Linked DNA regions of Mus musculus: all the other regions are linked to region 1. A link is a contact called in public Hi-C and HiChIP or PLAC-seq data. All regions are on one chromosome and are shown on one strand. Each heading gives the region's core, a stretch centred on a gene start, on an enhancer-like site or on the middle of the called end of the contact. The rest is flanking DNA. Distances are from core to core; before and after follow the strand shown.

What was found. A called contact is a pair of places that touch in the nucleus more often than the background predicts. HiChIP or PLAC-seq counts read pairs in DNA pulled down with a chosen protein or histone mark.
Region 2: a contact with region 1 is called in an H3K4me3 HiChIP or PLAC-seq map of embryonic forebrain, with 4 times the contacts expected there. The contact joins the promoter of Pfkfb3 here to the promoter of Atp5c1 in region 1. A contact is called at or near these places in 2 of 39 promoter capture datasets (hippocampal neurons and pre-B cells) and 2 of 115 datasets of contacts at active chromatin or transcription factors (astrocytes and embryonic forebrain).
Region 3: a Hi-C map of B cells shows a contact between it and region 1, with 8 read pairs. The contact joins the enhancer-like site here to the promoter of Atp5c1 in region 1. A contact is called at or near these places in 4 of 39 promoter capture datasets (the 3T3-L1 cell line, hippocampal neurons, liver and 1 more) and 1 of 484 Hi-C or Micro-C datasets (B cells).

The regions. Positions count from the first base shown.
Region 1 is chr2:10,078,460-10,082,111 of GRCm38.p6, forward strand. Atp5c1 (ATP synthase, H+ transporting, mitochondrial F1 complex, gamma polypeptide 1) reads right to left here and starts at 2,051. Exons shown (of 10, transcript NM_020615.4): 1 at 1,889-2,051. The coding sequence starts at 1,944. It overlaps Kin (Kin17 DNA and RNA binding protein), which reads left to right and starts at 2,153. Exons shown (of 5, transcript NM_025280.2): 1 at 2,153-2,285. The coding sequence starts at 2,172.
Region 2 is chr2:11,500,118-11,503,769 of GRCm38.p6, forward strand. It overlaps Pfkfb3 (6-phosphofructo-2-kinase/fructose-2,6-biphosphatase 3), which reads right to left and starts at 1,973. Exons shown (of 18, transcript NM_001177753.1): 1 at 1,508-1,973. The coding sequence starts at 1,583. It overlaps Gm52500 (a long non-coding RNA gene), which reads left to right and starts at 1,893. Exons shown (of 3, transcript XR_003953759.1): 1 at 1,893-3,389.
Region 3 is chr2:11,330,353-11,334,004 of GRCm38.p6, forward strand. No RefSeq gene overlaps it. Among named protein-coding and RNA genes, the nearest start is that of Gm13293, 7.3 kb to the right of the region's middle. Within about 2 kb of position 1,874, at least 134 of the 459 cell types and tissues checked have an H3K27ac peak or open chromatin away from gene starts, as enhancers often do. A contact at or near this core is called in B cells, liver and pre-B cells, where this site is marked.

The sequences.
Region 1 (3,652 bases), core at 801-3,300:
CGAGCCTTTAGGGCTAATTTACTTTAATGAACTCCACTCTGAGAAGCTACTGCACCATGTCCCGACTCATCCTCTGGAGGCTGGTACAGAAACCTGCCCTACCCACCATGCTGATGGAGAAGCAAGTGGACTGTGAGAAAGTATCAGCATCTTCTTTGATCATACAGTGTTATTTGAAGACTTCAAGTCGGTAGAGGAAGGAGTTAGACTTGATGCCTATGAACGAATCAGCAGTCTGGAAGGAATGCTGGGAGTGTGTGATGCTACATAGTGTAGAGTTAAGGAAAACACCCAACTAGCTAACTAGTGAACACCTAACCAGCTAATACCTAGCTAACTCTCAAGAAAACATTGGAAGCGTATCAAATTCTGACAGTGGCCTCACTACACTTGACAAAAGAATAGTCTTTTCACACATTGTATACACAAACACGGGAGACAGCTGATGTTTGCTGAGGACCACTGGATGCCAACAAAGACCCTTCACATCTTATCACCTAAGAAGTGCCAACTGGTGCAGGGCAGGCACTCCACAAATATCTACTGGCTGAAGGAGACACAACTGAGAATGCAACTGTTATTGACCTCCATATAAGTAACTCAAGCTGACTTCCAAGGTTAATCTAACAACATCTGAACGAACACACACACACACACACACACACACACACACACACATTCTCTGGAACTCCTTTTGCAGACTAGGCTGGCCCAGAACTCAGACACCCACCTGCCTCTGCATCCTGAGTTGCTGAGATCAAAGGTGTGCACCACCAACATTCTTCCAATACATAGTTCATATCTATCGTATTTAATTGCCTCACTACTTTGGAGTCTTAGCATATTGCTACAAATTCTTTGCTTAATGAAAGAACTATTTCAACTAGTTCTTGGCAGTTCTCTAACCTAGGTTACAAAACCCTAGTTCAGTGCTGGAGCGCCTTAATAATCCTCTGTACCATAAAAACAAGGAACCACTAAAACACTGTCCACAGTTAACAATCTCCTTAGCACCAGTTCTTCTAGCAGTCTAGCTTCAAAGTAGTTCATGTTATTATACAACGTCACCCATAAGTCACGTTTTACCTGACCTTCCCTGGGCATTCTAATATACAACTATTTTATTTTGCACAGAGGATTAGTATTTAAAGTCGCCCAACCTTATGGTATCCCTTTATCAAATGGAGGCTAACAAATGTAACTGTATTAAGGCCTCCTCCTCCTACCGAGGGACCTTGGGACAGTTTTATGACCTTGCAGAGATTGTACTTCAACACGAGGGCATGATGACAATGGCAATGTCTTTCTCTTCCTCATCGGCAGATTTTTTTAAACCCCTTTAGCACCAAGGCGACCAGCAGGTTCAGGCGGGGGCTGATTTTGAGTTCCTTCGTTTCTCCAGTACCCAGCAAAGAGTCGGATGGCTACACAGTGAATGCCTTACCAAAGAGCTCAAGCAAGCCATCACACCTTAAAGGGTCACGCTGCTCCCCCGTGCAGTGTTTCACAGGGCTTCAAAGCCAAAAGTTACAACCAAACGTTCCCCGGTCGCCCCTTCACCTTCAGGGCCTTTCTAAAGACTTTGCAAGCTGTGCTCCCGGGTACGGAGCGGAAGTACGGAGTTGATCGAAACCCAGATGGCTCCAAAGCTCAACCCGAATCCCGTCCGGGTCCCGAGGTCCCGGATGGCCGTTCCAGTCTCAGGGGATCAGACCGTGACCTTGTTCTCTTTGACCCCTACCAGGGGTCCGGCACGCAACCTTCCAGCTCTGCAGACATCCCCGCGGCCTGAGCTGGGGCCTTCTTCCGCCAGGAGTGAGCATGCAGCTCCATCCCTCCTGCCTCGCAGCAAGCCCGAGCCCCCGCATCCCTCCCGATGTGGTCCTACCATTGCGGCTGCACGGCGCAGGCCGACAGCCCGACAACGCTCGCCCGCGAGAACATGGTGGAGCCTTGAAGGTCGGGCAGACGGGACTCAGTGCGCGTGCGCGGGAGCTCAGGCGCCCCGGCCCGCTCCGCCTGCGTCCTCGGTCTCGCTAAATCTCGTGAGCGCCGAAGCCGCGAGTTCCCTGGCCCCACCCATTTCCTGCTGTCAATTTCGGTCCCGCCTGTCCCCGCGCTGAGCCAGTTCCGCTTCCGACCGCTTTGTAGTTGTAGCGCTCAGGGTCGCCATGGGCAAGTCGGATTTTCTGAGCCCCAAGGCCATCGCCAATAGAATTAAGTCCAAAGGGCTCCAGAAGCTTCGCTGGTACTGCCAGATGTGCCAAAAGCAATGCCGCGACGAGGTAAGTGACTCAGGCTGGCCGCGACCCCTCCCTCGGCTTGGAGCCCTCTCCGGCGCAGTCTTCCCCAGCTCGGCGCGAAGCCCTCCAGCTCCACGAGAAGTGGTCGCAGACAAGCACTCACTGATCGCTTACAATCGCTAGGCTGAGCACTGAGGTTTTACATTTAGACTTCCCTGGTGGGGTCGGTCGGTCAAGACGAGGAACTCAAGTTGCTCCGCTTAATAGTGACATGGGCTTGGCCACTACTGGTAAAGTAGAGGTAATAGTTGTACCCACCGGCAAGATTGTCGCCGAGTTTTTTCATGGAGAGAAGAACTCTCCATGACATAAATGCTTCATTCCCGACTTGCTACTGCTATCCTATAGTTTCAGTATGTGGGTTCCCAAAGGTACAGGCGTGCAGTCCATCGCACCTAGGAGTGACCGCTAAGTGTTTTTCCATATTTGCTTACATCATATAGTAAATTATATAAATATATGAATATCAGTATACCTTCACCCTTGAAGACTTAATTGTGTAATCAACATAACAAGTAATCGTATTATCTTTTCAATTAATGCCAAAATGCCACCAATATAACAGAACTAATAAAAATTCTTGTACATTATCTGATACATATTTTTGTTTTAGAGACAGTATCTCAGTATGTAACTTTGGCTGGTCTGGACCTCACCAGGCTGGCCAAAAAACGAGATAGACCTGCCTCTGCTTCCCAAGTGCTGGTTGATATCAGAGATATACACCACCCTACTTTATATTAATACTTTCTTGGTAGTCTTGTGGTGGCGATGGGGACCAGAGAGGTTGTTTATTAAGCAGTGCTACAAGTTTTGTTTAATGTCTTATGTATGCCTGGCAAATGCTCTACCACTGAGCCCTCATGCACTGCGTCATATTTCTGTTATCTTATTTTGGTGTATGTGTTTATGCATGTGTGCATGCTGCACCAAACAGATACATCCATACGGAGATCAAAGGGCCACATGTAAATGGTTATTTCCTTCCAGCTTGAGGGTCCTGGGATTGAAGTCATGTTGTCACATCTGGCACCAAGCGCCTTTAGCCACTGAGCCATCTTACTGACCTTATGCCACCTTCTTAGTAAGTCATCACAGACTGAACCCAGTCCCACTGCCACTGACTGGATTGCAAAACTCTGTGCATGTTATTGTTTTTCTAAGACAGGGTTTCTCTGTGTGGCCCTGGCTGTCCTGGAACTTGCTCAGTGAACCAGGCCCAGGCTGGTTTTGAACTCATAGATATCTGTCTCTGCCTTTTTAGTGCTGGGACTAAAGGTGTGCAACGCCATTGTCCAGCTTCAAAACTCTGACTTACTTACACTCATTTCTTTCTTATTTATTGTTTC
Region 2 (3,652 bases), core at 723-3,222, 1.4 Mb after region 1:
TGCAGCCTGGGGGAGGCCCCGCTGCACGGTGATGTCTTTCACTGAGCCAGTGTCACTGAACTTGGGTTCTTGCAAAAGCTGCCATGGTTCTCTCAGACCCAAACAAGGGAAGAATGTATTCTGCAATCACATGGCTGTACACATACATAGAAAACCAGGCCCTATTGTTTGACCAATTTCAGTTTAAAAAATAGAAAACGCTATAATCTGCCTGACTAAAAAGTCCAGAAGCAGCATGCTGTCTAAATTTGACCAACTTACCAACTTTCCCTGTTTTTATTATTATTATTATTATTATTATTATTATTATTATTTATTGACAGGGTCTCACTGTGTAGTCCAGGTTCATGATTCTTTGACCTTAGTTTCCCAGCTACAGTGTAATGAGATTATAGGTGTCCCACAGGCTTGGTTTTACCCTGGGGCATTTTCATAAAGGTGGCCCCGGTGCATAAACGTGTCTGACAGGGTTTGGGGAAGAACCCTTGCCAAGCCCTTACCTCTGACTTACTTGAGCAAAAGAAAAGGAGACTGTCTTGGGGACAGAGTTCCACCGAAGCCCACAGGTCCAGCAGGGAAGACCTGCTAGAGGTCTCATACTGCACCACAGGGAGGCAGGGAAACCAGTAAGTGACTCAGACCCACAAAGCTCCGAGAGCTGTCATGTCCTGTGATGGCCATCCTGAGAAACGTGACAGCAGAGAAACCTACCCTGCAGCCTGGTGTTCCAGTGTCCCAGGGTGACAGGAAACCACCTCCCAGTTTTGCCAGTAGATTCTCAAACTACAAACGTGATGTGAGCAACGTGTCCACTGGGCAGCTCGCTCCTGTTTACCCCCGTGGGCTCCTGGGCCTGCTGCCTGGGAGGGAAGCATTGCCTTAGAGCAATTCCATCCGCTCTTCCCAGAGGCACCTCTTCCTATCTAGGGATGGAAGTGAATGAAACCTTCCCAAATCGTTCACAGCAGCAACAGGTGAGGCACTAAGAGAAACTGCCAGCAAATTCCGTGCTCCGGGTAAACGAGTGCGTCTGTAATACAACACTAGTCACCAACCCATAAACCATCCCTGCAACCAAGGATCTGCAGTCACGGGAGTGACGGCGAAGATGGAAATATACAGAGGTGCAAAGATCCGAGGAAGAAAAAAGACCGTGAACCAGAGGAGACCCAAAGAAAAGGGGGCGTTGGTGTGGGCGGCCGCGCCCCTGCTGCAGTCGGCCAGGGTGACTCCGGAGCAGCCAGGTCTCTCCAGCCTCTGGGAGGCGCTGGCCCAGAGAGCCCAGGCCGGGCCGGGCACACAGGAGGTTTCCGGAGCCACAGCGCCCCTTCTGCCCAGCCTGGGAGACGCAGCCGGCCGCCACCCCCGCCTCGCCGGGCCGGGCCGACCGGCACGAGTGCGCTTCCCGCAGAGGGGAACCGGCACAAAGCCGCTGCACACACAATGGCCGGGCTCTGCACGCGGCGCAATCTACAACCTAGCCCCCCACGTGGCTGCCTGCACTCACATCTGGGCAACGAGGGTCGGTGATCGACGGGCACCCAGATCTTCTGTACCCGGCTCTGGGTCAGTTCCAACGGCATCTTCGTAGCTGTATTCGGCGACCCGCCACCCCTGGAGGAAAGACTCCGACTTGGGGAGAAGAGCAGCAGCAGATCCCCCCGGAACAAAGGACAGGAAGGGTGCGTCCGCCTGCACGCGGCTGGGCGCTCCCTTGCACTGCTTTGGAAAATGTGCTTTGTGCGGAGTCTCGGAGGAAGGATCGCCTGAGCGGAGACACGAGACAGATGAGAGCGGCGTGGAGTTGCGGCTGCTGCACTGCTGACTAGTCGGCTCTGTTCAAAAGCTCAGGGATGCTCCAGCGCAGTGACAGCCACGGTCCCAACACCCAGCACTGCCACTTGCTCCTCTCCAGTTCTGTCGGGATGCCACACGCACTGCCCGGCCTTTTAAGATCTGACCGGTAGCGCGGCGCGTCAGCCTCGGGGCGGGCCGCATTCTTTGCGTCCCAGCCCCCTTTCACGTGGAGAGAAGGGTGGGCAAGGCCAAGAGACAGCCTGCTGCCGCCCCCTGCGGGTGGACGAGAGCAGCACGCTCTGTTCCTGCAACCCAGGCTGGTTCTTTCGTCCTCCTTTCCGTCCCTAAGTTTATTCCCTAAGGGCGCAAGACAGGAACGGAGTCCCCAAATAATTCCAGCCACTTTCCTCATCTGTGCTTGGAAGGCAGCAGCGATCTGATAATGTCCAATGTGGTTCGTTGACAGTCCTCCACCCCTACACACACACACACACACACACACACACACACAGAGCTAGAGCTATGTAAAAGCATCTTCCCAGTTCAGCCTTACAAGCCGTGGGAGCCCCAACACCATGCACCATAGTTACATGATTTGGGGACTGGCTCAGTCCAAGTGAAGACGCAGGTCAGAGCTGCCTCCTGGTAACACCTGTGCATTATCGCCCACTATGTCCCCTGCCATTGCTGACACTGCCACCTCCGGGCACGGGCGCATACTTTTCCTGAATCCCCGGGAAACATGCTTGGGTAGTGTTGCTACCCCTCACTCAGTGCTACCGTGCCTGGCGCTTGAAGGGGGGCAATAAATAAATAAGGAAGGAAGGAAGGTTCGACCGAAAAGGAACTTTGGGATGCGGGGGGCGGTTGGTATTATTTTCCCTTTCAACATGGGCCATATTCCATACCCCTTCTGCAAGTAGTGATTAAAAGTAGACCCCATTCCCTCTCCCATTACCGGACTATGAGCCCCAAAGTAACTATCAAGGGACAGCTAGATCCTAAATTCATGTCACCCACCCAACCCCCACGCGCCCGCTCTAGCACACCGGCTATATTTTGTTTGATGTGAACATGCCCTCGCTTCCTTTCCGATTTTTGCACTTTGCATAGGCTGGAGATACATGCATAACAGGCAATCGTTGAACCGCCAGAGTTCATTTATTCAGCGACGATCTAAGGGATCTTTCGGTGAGGACCGCTGCACGGGAGGCCGTGGAGACAAGACACTTTAAATGTGATTTTAGCGAAGGAAGCCTCCGCTCAGAAGATCTGCCTTGCTTAGCGCAAGCTGCACACGTCGCGGTGAAGCTGAGCTGTGATTGGAGGCGCTCGCGGAACCCCACACTGCAGTGGAAAAGTCTGCGCAGAGGCTGCCACACGTCGCGCACGTCCTGCATGCTCTGCTGGGAGGGCGCCGGCCCCCCGGCGGCGGGCGCAGCTGCTCTGTTCCCAACCCAGCCCGCCCCGCCTGGGGCCTCCGCCTTGCCTTCTCCGGCAGCCTGGCGAGCTTAGGAGACCTGGAGCTCACCTGGCGAGTAGCCCTTGGGAACCTCCCAGCTCTAACCGCCATTCCTGCACCCTGCTCTCCGGTACCACCCTCCTCAATACCTGTCCCCAACCCCAGGACAGCTTTGCTGACCTTCCGATTTCTGTGCTCAGGCAGCTGTTCAGAAAGAAACCCGGTGCATTACATTTAAACTTGTTTTTCTTCAGTGAGAGCAAATGCCAGAGGTGACACCCTAGAAAGCCCAAGGGAGAATCTCGCTCCACTCCTGAAATTAGAATGGACTGACTCGACAAGGAAAACATCTAGTAGTCTCCAGAAGGGTTCCCTTACTGGTATTTGCAAGCT
Region 3 (3,652 bases), core at 624-3,123, 1.3 Mb after region 1:
TTTATCTCCACATTCTCAGTCCTGCAGTCAGGGTTTCACACACATTAGGTGCAAGGGAAGTGTTGGGGATTTGATTTCTGCTTACATAGGAATTTGCACGTCCACTGCTGGTCCCTGCCAAGGTTGGTTTGTTGACTGGTCAATAAAGAGCCAGCAGACAATGGCTAGGCAGGGGGATAGAGGCGGGACTCTGAGGATTCCCAGAGAGGAACACAGGACAGAGAGAAGGAGAATCCCCAGGGCAGAAGGAAGGAAGAGGGTACAAACATGAGAGCCTTGAGAGCCACGGAAGACAGAGAAGCAGCCATGTAAGAACCACGGGAAAGCAGTCCCGGGCCACTCCCCATTTGGATCTGGGGTAGCAGAGATGCAGGATAGATTTTAGAAAGTAATAACTCAAGAATATCTGAAGTGAGTGTGTTAGCCACAGGGAGGTTCAGGAGTGGCCCAGCCATTGGGCTACTTAAGGCATATTTAAAATATCGCAGCGTGTTTGTTGTCTTTCATTCGTGAATACAGAGCACTCTGGCTGGTCCAGGGGAGCCTCGAGTACCCACCTGGGAGCATGGAGCGGTTTTAATACGAACTGCTACAAGAAGGAAGGAAGAGAAGCAGAAGAGGGGAAGAGGGAGGGAGGGAGGGAGGGAGGGAGGGAGGGAGGGAGGGAGGGAGGGAGGGAAATATATATATATTTCTCTTCTGTATATATACACTGACTGGGTTCATCACTTGAGTCAATGCTAAGATAGACCTGAGAAGAGCATCCCAAGGAAGGAAGGGTTGTTGTGGCTCACAGTTCCAAGGATGCAGTCCACAGTGGGAAAGGACAGCAGCTGTGTGGGGCAGCGGGTCACACATTCTGCATTCAGGAAGCAGAGTGGTGCCTGAGGCTGCTCAGCTCTATTTCTCCTCTGTTCAGTCAGAGACTCCAACCCAGACCATTCAGGGTGGGTTCTACTTCAATTAATATAATCTAGATAGTACTTTACAGACAAACCCAGGTATCTGTTTCCAGAATGATCCTAAATCCCATCAGGTTGAAAATAAAGATTAGCCTTCACACACACACACACACACACACACACACACACACACACGATACACATCACACTACCCACCATACACATCTCACACATACACACATATACCATACACATCACACACACCACACCATACATATCACACACATGCACACACACCATACACATTACACCATATACACCACACACATACCATATACATCACACATACCACACATATACACATACATGCACACACACCATACACATCACACACACTCACGCACATAACTTGAGGCTAGATCACCACTAGAGGGCAGCAGAGGAACGTGACAGAAGATGCTACTGCCGTCGAAAACGTTTTGTGAACCAAAATGAACTGGATTCTCCTGCTTCCTTCCTTCCTTCACCGTGAGCATCCTTCAAGGGAAGCTTGAGGGCAATCTACAAGAGTAATCCCAGCACTCAGGAGGCAGAGGCAGGCGGATTTCTGAGTTCGAGGCCAGCCTGGTTTACAAAGTGAGTTCCAGGACAGCCAGGACTATACAGAGAAACCCTGTCTCAAAAAAAAAAAAGAGAGAGAGAGTAATAGAAAGATGTCTAGCCAAAGGATGGTACGATGCAAGGACAAAATGTCACAATAGAGCCCATTATTACTGTGTACAATTAATAAATACTAGTGAATGGGGTGTATTGTAGGAAATAAAGGGGAAAACCTGCTTGTCATAAAGTGATTCAGAGCCCTGACAGCGAGCCTCTCAGGTCATGTGATCAAGGACTCTCAGTAGACAGGTCTTTGTGGAGCTCTTTGCCCTCCTGAGCTCAGTCTCTTCATCAATGAAAGGATCGTATTGATTGTATTCACTGGGTAAACACTCAGGTCACACAAACAGACCAGTGCAAACCTCCCTGAAACCAGCAAAGAACACTACAGATGACAGTGCAAATACTGTTGCTGACAGAGAGTTTGGGGTCATGGTCTGCTCAGTTCTCTTACAATTCCCCAGGAAGAGCCACAGATAGTAGGTTCTAGAAAGGAGAGAGCTGATGAGCAATGCTTTCAGCACCTAAGAAGATGTTCGCCAACCAGGAGATAGTTGTTGCTGAGTTTCTTAAATGCTCCCGTGCAGAAGACCCATAAACTTACCAACTGAAGTGAGCTTCACTCTTGTCATTTACCAAGTGAGGAGTGGCATTGTCCATGGGTATCTGAGACATGGTCAGTCTCCTGATATGGTACTCACCCTCCCATGTTGTAATGCAAGCTGTCTACTCTCCTATGTCACTTCCTCTTCCTGACACTTGCAAGAGAAGGGGTGGGGGCTGGCTGTTATTTTTCACTACCAGTAATTCCTCTGCAGCCACCTGCTGTGTCGCAAGGTTTCTAGAATCAACCAACACACCATGACGTCTTCCCCCTAAGATCAGGGAGTGAAGAAGACAGAGAGTAGACTGTAGCTAACTGCGTAGGGCACTAAAAGGGGGTCATGTTGTAAATTAAGGAAAGCCAGGGCAGAAGGATTTGGGTGTTTTGGTGAGAAAATTTAGGAAGAGAGTTATGAGGGACATCTCCATGTGGTCACTAACTCAGCTCAGATCTAATGCAGCGATCCAACCCCGGTTCCTTCTGCTGGCCTAATAACTTCAACGCTGCTTTTTCTCTCCAGTCTCATGTGCACCTCACGAGATGTGCGCTCAAATTTGTTTCCACATACTAGCGGCAGAAAAAAGAACACAAAACTCTAGCACTTACTTCTCCCTCCATCTCTACTCGGTATGGTCCCCTCTGTGTCAGACATTTTTCACAGTGACAATTTGATTGGACCTAGAGTTTTTAAGTTCAGATGCAGGTACCCTAAATTCAGTTGCCTCCGTGGCTGGAATGACCACATCCCCGCTCTACCTAGAACACTCTTTGCTCATGAGTTTGGGGAAGTAACCAAACCAGCCCACCAGACCATGCTAAACAAACAACCCAAGGGAAGGGCCAGGCTTCCTGGAAGGCTAAAGGGCTTGCACTGATGCCCGCCTTTAATCGCGTTTGAGCCATTTAAACCACATGATGGCAAGCTTCCGCTGCCCCTCCCCTACAGCCCAGCCTCCCGCTTTTTCTCTTGCTGTGCTTCCTCATCTCATGACGCTGGCAAACCTTCAGGCTGCTTATTCAACCTGTCGCAAGACACTCTCTGTGCCAAAGAAAAAGAAAGAGAATGAAGGGGCCCTGTGCTGGCTCCAGGGCACTGGCTGCCAGGCTAGCCCAGGATGATGCAGCCCAAGGCCCCATCAATAGCTGGAGGCAAGCAACACAAACGAGCCTTCTGATTCAAAGTCTGCACCTAAGGAAAAAAAAAAAAAGAAGGAGCTAATTCTTAATGTCATGATCCTGTGCATCCATAGCCGAAGCCCATAGCCACTCACGTTCATACGATTACTCAAACAGATATTTGTTGAGGGCCTACTATGTGTAAGACACTACGCAAACAATCCTTTACTTGTATGGACCATGTAGAATACATAATGACTCTTATGACTCAGCAAGAAAATAACAAAAGCCCGAGCTAAAAATGGAGGAATTGAATAGATTTTTTTTTCTCTAAAATCTGGACAAATAGCTAGTAACAATACGAAAAGAT